3 separate regions of the Sus scrofa genome follow, and all the other regions are linked to region 3. The links are chromatin contacts, called in public Hi-C maps. All regions are on one chromosome and are shown on one strand. Each heading gives the region's core, a stretch centred on a gene start, on an enhancer-like site or on the middle of the called end of the contact. The rest is flanking DNA. Distances are from core to core; before and after follow the strand shown. Region 1 overlaps IQGAP1 (ras GTPase-activating-like protein IQGAP1). Region 2 holds the start of ZNF774 (zinc finger protein 774). Region 3 holds the start of IQGAP1 (ras GTPase-activating-like protein IQGAP1).

The links. Hi-C and Micro-C count contacts between places; a contact is called where the count stands out from the background.
Region 1: a contact with region 3 is called in a Hi-C map of embryonic fibroblasts, with 2.3 times the contacts expected there. The contact joins the enhancer-like site here to the promoter of IQGAP1 in region 3. A contact is called at or near these places in 5 of 47 Hi-C or Micro-C datasets (blood, embryonic fibroblasts, fetal heart ventricle and 2 more) and 1 of 2 datasets of contacts at active chromatin or transcription factors (alveolar macrophages).
Region 2: a Hi-C map of embryonic fibroblasts shows a contact between it and region 3, with 3 times the contacts expected there. The contact joins the promoter of ZNF774 here to the promoter of IQGAP1 in region 3. A contact is called at or near these places in 13 of 47 Hi-C or Micro-C datasets (alveolar macrophages, blood, embryonic fibroblasts and 7 more) and 2 of 2 datasets of contacts at active chromatin or transcription factors (alveolar macrophages and skeletal muscle).

The regions. Positions count from the first base shown.
Region 1 is chr7:53,080,861-53,083,560 of Sscrofa11.1, forward strand. It overlaps IQGAP1 (ras GTPase-activating-like protein IQGAP1), which reads left to right. Exons shown (of 38, transcript XM_021098910.1): 10 at 1,448-1,611; 11 at 2,407-2,491. Among named protein-coding and RNA genes, the nearest start is that of IQGAP1, 62 kb to the left of the region's middle. Within about 2 kb of position 1,256, at least 10 of the 83 cell types and tissues checked have an H3K27ac peak or open chromatin away from gene starts, as enhancers often do. A contact at or near this core is called in embryonic fibroblasts, where this site is marked.
Region 2 is chr7:52,984,417-52,987,116 of Sscrofa11.1, forward strand. ZNF774 (zinc finger protein 774) reads left to right here and starts at 1,253. Exons shown (of 4, transcript XM_021098908.1): 1 at 1,253-1,416.
Region 3 is chr7:53,019,060-53,021,759 of Sscrofa11.1, forward strand. IQGAP1 (ras GTPase-activating-like protein IQGAP1) reads left to right here and starts at 1,420. Exons shown (of 38, transcript XM_021098910.1): 1 at 1,420-1,626. The coding sequence starts at 1,572.

The DNA.
Region 1 (2,700 bases), core at 6-2,505, 62 kb after region 3:
GAGAAAACCTGTCTGTTTTGTACACAGTTCCATCTGCAGCAGGTGTGTGGTCCATGTTGAAAAATGCTTGGTTAGTTGGCTGATGGCCACAGAAGCCTGCAGCCATGATTCAAGGAGCTGCTCACCACCTTCGTGTGGTGATCAGTGAGTAAAATGATAGGGGAGAATGTCGGGAAGAAGAGAATAGTCTCTTAGAAATCTAATCTTTGTATCCTTTTACTTCTTGGTGTTATTTATTGTTCTACTCTTCCCCATTGTCTAGTTTGACACTTCATTTTCTCTTGGGATATTTTGTTTTCTTTCTAACAGTTTACATTAATCCATCCATCTTCCTCCCTCCCTTCCTTCATTTTTTTAACCAATGAAAACGTTTTAAATTGATTTGTACTACTGTGTCCCAAATAGTTTGGTTTTTTTAGTATTCTGTTATTGATTTGTTTTGCTACTTTGGTGATAAAATCAGGTGCTGATCCCTGGGTGGAGTGTGGGAGGGAGAACTATTATTTTCTCTTCTAAAAATAGAAACTGAAAATAATAGCAATAATTATGACTTTCCAGTGGCTGTCATTTCTGAAATGAGAAGAACTTTAGCAGTATGTTATTTTACAATATACAGAGTGTTTTCATGTCTATGATTTCGTTTAATCTTAACAACCCTATGAGGAAGTTATCATTATTATCATTTTCAGATGAAGGAAAGTATGCATTTTTACTGTCAGATGATGTATTAAGAGACCTTGTGTGACCTCAGGTCCTGTGACTAGAAGTGGAGAATACTGAGGGGGCATAGAGAGCCCTTTCCACTCTACGTGATCAGACCAGCCTTGCTGTCTGGGCACGGACTGCCTTGGGCAGAGGGTGTTCAGGAGGTGCCAGGATAGTGAAGGGATTCAGAATGATGCTGTATAAGAAATAGCTGAAGGAACTAGGGCTCTCTAGTCAGGAGTAGACTGTCACAGGGAAAGGGGGAGTTGGGTGTATTCAGGTAGCAACTCTAAGGGTGAGAGCTTTAACAATATTTATTTTGGAAACAAAATTGTCCAAAGATGTAGTGAGTTGCTGTGGGAAATACCTTCTCCTGTGTAATGGTTTAGCCTGGACAATGACTTGGCATTTTAGAAGGAATTTACCCATGTATCATTGGTGTCTTGTATGTTGCTACCCGTGTTGGTGCCAAACTGTCTGCATCTAGGAGCTTTTAAGTAGGCCTGGGATGTGGTCCAAGAACCTGTTAAAATCTGAACACCCTGGGAACCCCTGGACTTGATGACGTCAAGGTTCTCTTCCAACCCCAAGGTCTTATGCTTCTGTAACACTCCAGAGTAAAGGCTGTCTGAATTATATTTCCCCAATCTAGAACTGAGATTGGTTTGGGGGAAGAAAAAACATTCTAGGCTAAAAGATTAGCATGTTTTTTTCTTAAGCTTTTGATTTTTTTCCTCCTTAGTGATTGCTGCATTAGCAAATGTAGACCAGGCTTTGGAGCAGGGGTCTGCACTGGCCTTGTTCAAAATTCTGCAGTCCCCAGCTCTGGGCCTTCGAGGACTGCAGCAGCAGAACAGTGACTGGTACCTCAAGCAGCTCCTGAGTGACAGACAGCAGAAGAGAGAGGTAAAAGTATCCTGCATTGCACCTGCAAAGGTTTATGTATATCCGTTTGAATCATCGCATGCTACTGTGTAAATCTTTACGGGGCTTTTTCCCCCTAGATTAACTTTTTCCCCTGCATATACATGAGGTTGTTTAACATCCTCAGGTAAAGTATACATTGACTTCAGCTCTTTTGTTTTTAGAGTTGTAAATTCTCTTTTAAAATGAGTATTGTCTACCCTCTGAATCTGACCACCCCTTCACTTGAGGTCCCTTGAATTGCTAACTAAAAGCCGTTAGGGAAAACCTGAATTTTTACATTCTTACTTCAGGAATTTCCACTTAAAAAAACAAACTTCCTCACTAGTGTCTTCAGGCCGACACTGAGAAAGTACTTAATGTGCAGTAAGAGTAGACTGTGTGGGATTGTACTCTGTGTTTTTTTTTTTTTTTTTTTTTTTTTGGTCATTTTCTAAATAAGGACAAGTATACATCTTACAGATTGCTAGCATTGGCCAGAATAAGCAGCATTAATGTGCTGATGTTTCTTATAAACATTTTATCTCAGAACATTTTGATGCTTTTTACAAAATATTTTTTAAAATGTGCTGGTACCTGGAGAGTCACTCTACCCCAGATCTGACACAGGCATTTGGCTCCAGCTCGGGCTGCCGCTTTGGCTGCCTATCGCCTGAAGCCATCGCTGTGCCTGTGGCTCTCTGTCGCTAGTGACTGCTCCTGAGAAGCGAGCACTGTGAGGTCTGGAGGCACATGGGCAGGAGTCATCTTTACCTAAATGTCTTTTGCTTTTCTCAGAGCGGCCAGGCCGAGCCCCTGCAAAAAGAGGAGCTACAGTCCGGAGTGGATGCTGGAAACATTGCTGCCCAGCAGTATCAGAGAAGTAAGAGTCCTCTCAGCTGGTGTCCCCTGAAATACTGAGTAGGGGAGGAAGAGTGGCTTGATGTCATTGAGGGATCTGAGGTCCCATTCTGTCACTCCTCATCCCACCCAAGCCTATTAGCCAGGTACCTTTTTGGTGGCAGTAGTGTTCCTCCAGTTTCAATGTGTAACAGGAGTCATCGTAGGCACACTTTGACCAGGAAGCACAAC
Region 2 (2,700 bases), core at 3-2,502, 35 kb before region 3:
TGGTCACATGAGGCCTGGAAACCTCAAGCTTTTCTGGATGTTCCTTGCTCTTCCTGCTAAGCAAAACCAGATATTAGTCTATAGGAGACAGAATTCCCCAAACTGCTGTTGTGGTTATCTTGCAGATGTCTAAATTATGTAGTAAATGCTAACCAAGATGCCCCTGGTTATATGAGCAAAAGGAGAAAAGACAAAATATTACTTCGTATTTTAGTCTTTTGTAGATTATCTCCTCTGTTGGACTGTGAACGTCATGAAAGCAAGAATCATGTGGAATTCATGTGGGTAACCACAGTGCCAGAACAGTCTTGAGTACAGAACATTACTGATGAAAATTCGTTAGAAGATGCACCATACATGTTTGTTGAAGAAATGGTTGAATTAGCATCAGAGTCTTCCGCATTAGCCCATTGGCTGGTAATTCTAAGCTTTTTACAGTCCATCACAAAATATACTTTCCTTTTTTAAATTGCAGTAAATCAACAGAGTAGACAGGCATATTTTTTTGATGGTAAGGAAAGTCTTCCATTATTGGCTAGACATCCCCCACCCCCTCAAAGTGAATACGGGCTCTCAGGTGAGATCCAGGAGTCTCCACAGTTTGGAACCTAATACCACATTTCCTAGAATACTTGACACTCTCGCTGGCCTCCTCTGGCCATTAACAGGTGTACTGACCAATGGAAAGGGGATATGCCTGGCAACTGTGCTAAGAGAAGGAAGCTGATGGTCTGTTTTCCACTAACGGTTCCTGATGGGGTTTGTTATGCCCAGTCCGAGTTGGCCTGGAACTTGTAAAGAGGCAGACACCATTCAGGCCATGGCCGCCGCGGGGTAGGGGGAGAGAGGGACCCGGCGGAGGAGGCTGCACAGCAAGGCCGAATCGACGAGCTGCTCCGCGCTCTGGAAGGTCTAGGTGCCAGAGCGCGGGCGATGCAGAAATTGGTACAAGGCTGCTCTGCGATAGTCAGGTGAGGCCCGGAGGTTCGAATCTCAGATCCCTCTCTGGATGTACGGTCTTTGGATCCCCTTCTTAGCTCTGAAGAGGCGGTTCCAGCGGCCGGGCAGCTCGGGAACTGGGTGTTAACACTTGTCACCGCAGGGAATTGGGCGTCCCGGTACTCGCAGTTCTTTGGGACTACGTCTCCCAAAAGACTCAGCTGTGATTGACAGCTCTAACAGCCTATGGACGAGGAATACCTCTCGTCCCAGAAACCGAGAAGCCAATGGAAAAAGGACAGGGGCGGTGTTTTCCGGCTGCTGGCTGTCCAGCCCAGAGTCCCACCTGTGTCCCCACAGCCCTGTCACGAGTCCCGGTCGGGTTCTGGGCGGCACCGCCACGGCGTTGCTGACCAGTTTGGCTTGGCGGTGGAGGACCCTCCCTTCGTGCTCCATCCTCGGCTGGGTCTCTGGGTGGTGAGTGAGCCGGGGAAGGAGATCACTGCGGCTGCCGCTCGTGCGATGCTGAGGGACGTGGATAGGGCTTGCCCGCCGCCCCGCCAACGCCCCTGCGGGATCCCCCCGGTTGCCTTTCGGAGCCCGCGGGTCTTGCTGAGGACTGGGGAGAGGTAGCCGCGGTTTTCTCCGCCTGCATCTGGAGAGCTCATACTCTTAATTTTTTGCTCCTTGTGGCTGGTCCCCTGGTTTCAGCTTAGTTTTGCGACCCTCTGACCGCTGCACCCAGATTGGGGCCTGCAGCACGGAGGGAGGAGAATGGGTGTCAGCCCTACCCATGTGGTCATGTTCCTATTAATAAACCCAGTGAACAAACTGGTGCTTCTCACAATGGCACTTAGTCACCGCACCTCCGAGCTCTAGGTCCTTGAGGTCACTCTCAAAAGGGGGCAGGGGCAAGAGACTGGGTGGGAAATCGGGTTTCTCTAGCTCTGGCTAAGAACTCTCACCCGCTCAATCCTGCTGTCTCCTGCAGGTGGGCCCTTCTGTTGGGTTTTATAATGGATATAGAAATAAAATTTCAAAACTCATAACAGTTTTCACTTCCTAATGACTTTATTTTAATTTGTTAAGGTTTTAAGCCAGAGAGATGAAAGGTATTACCTAAGGTTTTTAGGTTGTTAAAAATCCAGTACTTGATAAGTGACCAATAATAAATGCATAAATGTTTCCATGAAAAGTGGTTTTGTGTGTACCCGAGTAGTAGCCAGGTTCTTTGGTGAGACAAAGATGTGAAACTTCTTCATACCATTCTGGTCCATCCTCCACTGAAATGCAGAATTCTTTGTAGCAGGTTCAGCTGGATGACTTGTATTTGTTTCTATTGGAAACTCTTTTTTAAGTGGGAAAACAAACAAGTATTATCACATGTCTTTGTCACCCCTAATCTTACAACATATTAGCTACTCAATAAATTACTGATTTGTCCAGTAACCTGACCATCTCCCCCCAAATAATTTTTTCATAATACTTATGATCATTTTATTAGTGTGTTAATGGTTGTTTTTAGCCCCCAAGTATTTTGTTTTGTCCTTATCCTCATTGAATTTCACTTAATTTTACAGCTTGTCCATATTGTTTTTTTCATTTTAAATACATGTCCTTTTAAGTTCCATTTCTGACTGCATTAAACCTTGAAATAGAGTGGTACCTAGGGCAATTCCCTTTGAGCTTCTGCATAGTCTGTTCCCTGAGGTTGACATCAAATCTACAAGCCACGAAAAGTCAGCTATTCTAACTGATATA
Region 3 (2,700 bases), core at 170-2,669:
GTTTGTGAATGGGACCAAAAATCATTCAAAGTTTTTGAAAAGTGATTGGTAAAATATGCCAATATGGCAATATGACTTATAAACAGAATAAAATTTGTATGGTAAACTTAAGAGCTTAAGCACTAATTTCTGATTTTGTAATAAACTTTTGCCTGTTTTTCAATGAGGGTATTTTGTTTTCATAGGTTTTCAAGTATCTCACTTTAATATTTTGAAGGAAGAGTGGATAAACTAAAAATTGCTTGAGCAAAAAGCCCGGGGCCAGGTTGTGAAGTAGCTTATTTGGCATGCTAAGGAAGTTGGACCACATCCTGAAGGGAGTATTAGCAAAAGACTATAAAATGGAGGAACACGGCCGTGTTTGCACTTTAGAAAGAACAGGGAGTTGGTTGGCATGAGGGAAAACAGAGGTGATGACAATCTAAACAATGTAATCACAGTAGTGATGGAGACAAAATCAAGACACTTCAGAAAAAAATACCGATTGCCTGTAGGGCGTGAACCAAGCGCGAAGTTTCGACTGAGAACTGAGCACCATTAACAGATTTTAACAGGAGGAGGGTCAGTGTTTGACACGTTTAAAATGTTCGTGGGCTTCACAGGTTAAAATGTCCATTACACAGCGGAAAACGATGAGCCAGGGCTTCTAGAAAGTCTGGTCTGAGAATTACATTTAGAGTTCCTTAGCATTTTAAGGTGAGCGTGGATAAAGCGGGCAAAGAAAAAACAGAAGAGGGCTGAGCACAAAATTCCGTTGAATTCCAATATTTTCAGGGCAGGCCACAAGTTGCAAGGGAAGAGGCATCCCTAAAAGAGGCAAAGAGTGCCCTAAAAAGAACTTGCAAAGAATAGTGGCAAGGAAACTAAGGGAAGGAAGTCTGGACAATTCTCCTGCTCTAGCATCCACTTCTCAAATACTTAGGGGAGTTAAGCAGTTCAAATCTGGCGACTGCTGGCGAATCTGGGAGAAGACTGAGTCAGACTGCCAGACTGTGCAGCCCCTTAAGGCAGTTTGGGTCTTGCCTCTGTTCACAACAACACGCTGAGCCACTTCAAAGGAGGCCTTCCCTGAGCACTCGGGTGCAGAAGAGTTTGGCTAGGCAAGCAGGAGAAGGAGGGTGCCCACATTTTTTATTTCAAGCTACCGACACTGGTGGCCTTTTTGTAGGAGGTGCGGTTGGGGCGGCGGCCGGCGAGGGCAGGGATCCAGAACGGGTCGGGGCCTTGTCAGTGGAGCGGAGCTGACAGCAAGATTGGCGGGCAGGCTCCACCTTCTTCCTTCCGCCTCTTGAGGGCGTAGCGGGCGCAGGGCGGGGGCTAGTGGAGGCGTTGGGAGGGTCAGGCCCCGCCTCCTTTCGCTCACTCTGGTCAGCGCGGCAAGGCGGGGCCGCTGGGGCGGGGCCTGCGGGTGGGGCCGGCGGTGTGGGGCGTGGCCTTCGGGTGGGGCCGGTGGCGTGGGGCGGGGCCTGCGGGACCAGGGCAGCCCGCGCACTGTGCAGGAGCAGCAGCCGCCGCCGCCCTCGCCTCCAAGGTTTTGCTGCTTCCTGAGCAGAGACCCGGGCTCGGCCGCCATGTCCGCCACGGACGAAGTTGACGGACTGGGCGTGGCTCGGCCACACTATGGCTGTGAGTGCGGGCTCCGCAGCGCGGGGGTCTCGGGGCCGGGCTCGCTGCTTCCGAGGCGCCGTTTACCCGGGGGCTCGCTGGGCGGGTGGGGCAGGGTGGCTGTGGGCCGCGCGTACCCGGAAGAGCCGGTGTCGCGGGGTGGCGGACGGCAAGGACCCTAACCCGCGCCCCCTCGGTCTCCGAGGCGGCGGCGGGGGGGACCCAGGCGACCTCCCCGCCTTCTCCCGGGCGCTGCGGCTGGAGGGCCCCACCCAGCGCCTCCCGCTACTCAGCTTGGCCAAGATTGGGGAGACGGCCTAGGGTGAGGTGGCAGGAGGACGGGGCAGGGCGTGTCCCAGGGACCGGAGACGCGGGCTCTGCACGGGCGTAGTGAGAAGGTGCTGCCCGAGTGCTGCCTGCGAGGTAGACTCAGGGTCCAGACCTGCCCGGCCCCAGGCTAGCTGAAAGGTGCGGTCTTGGGCAGGTCACTTCAGCTTTCTCGGGATCCCTCTGCAGGATTTCAAAAGTGGAGGGGAAAAAACCCCAAACCTCCGACTTCCTCATTTTCCGAACCTCATTTTCTGTACCTGTCCCACTGAACTGCGGGCGGATTAGTTACCACTGGGCAAAGGAGAGGCCTTTGGAGTCTGGAGGTTTTCGATTTTATTTTATATTCTATGAATAATGTTGTGTTTTCAGATACTTTCACTCAACAGTTATATACGACGAGGTATTGTGTCACGTTGGTGACAAAGATGAGTAAGACCAGACCCTGCCTTGAAAGAATGTTTTTATCAGAGAGACAGGCAGGTGTACTATCTAATGATAATAAGGAGTGATAGAGATGCCCTGCACCAGCTGGACTTACACTATAAGGTGGGGGTGGGGGAGGGGCCTGGGGAAGGCAGGAGGAACCCAGAGAGGACTTTTGAACAGAGCCCTGCAGGATGCTGTGCGTTTTGACAGGGCAGGGTGGGGCCTGAGACGTGACCTGAAGAGGAAGAGTGTGAACTAAGGTATTGACGAGCAGAAGAGCCCTGTGCGGGTTGGGAACTGAGCGGTGTGGAGTGCACAGTGGTAGGGGGAGGGGAGGGA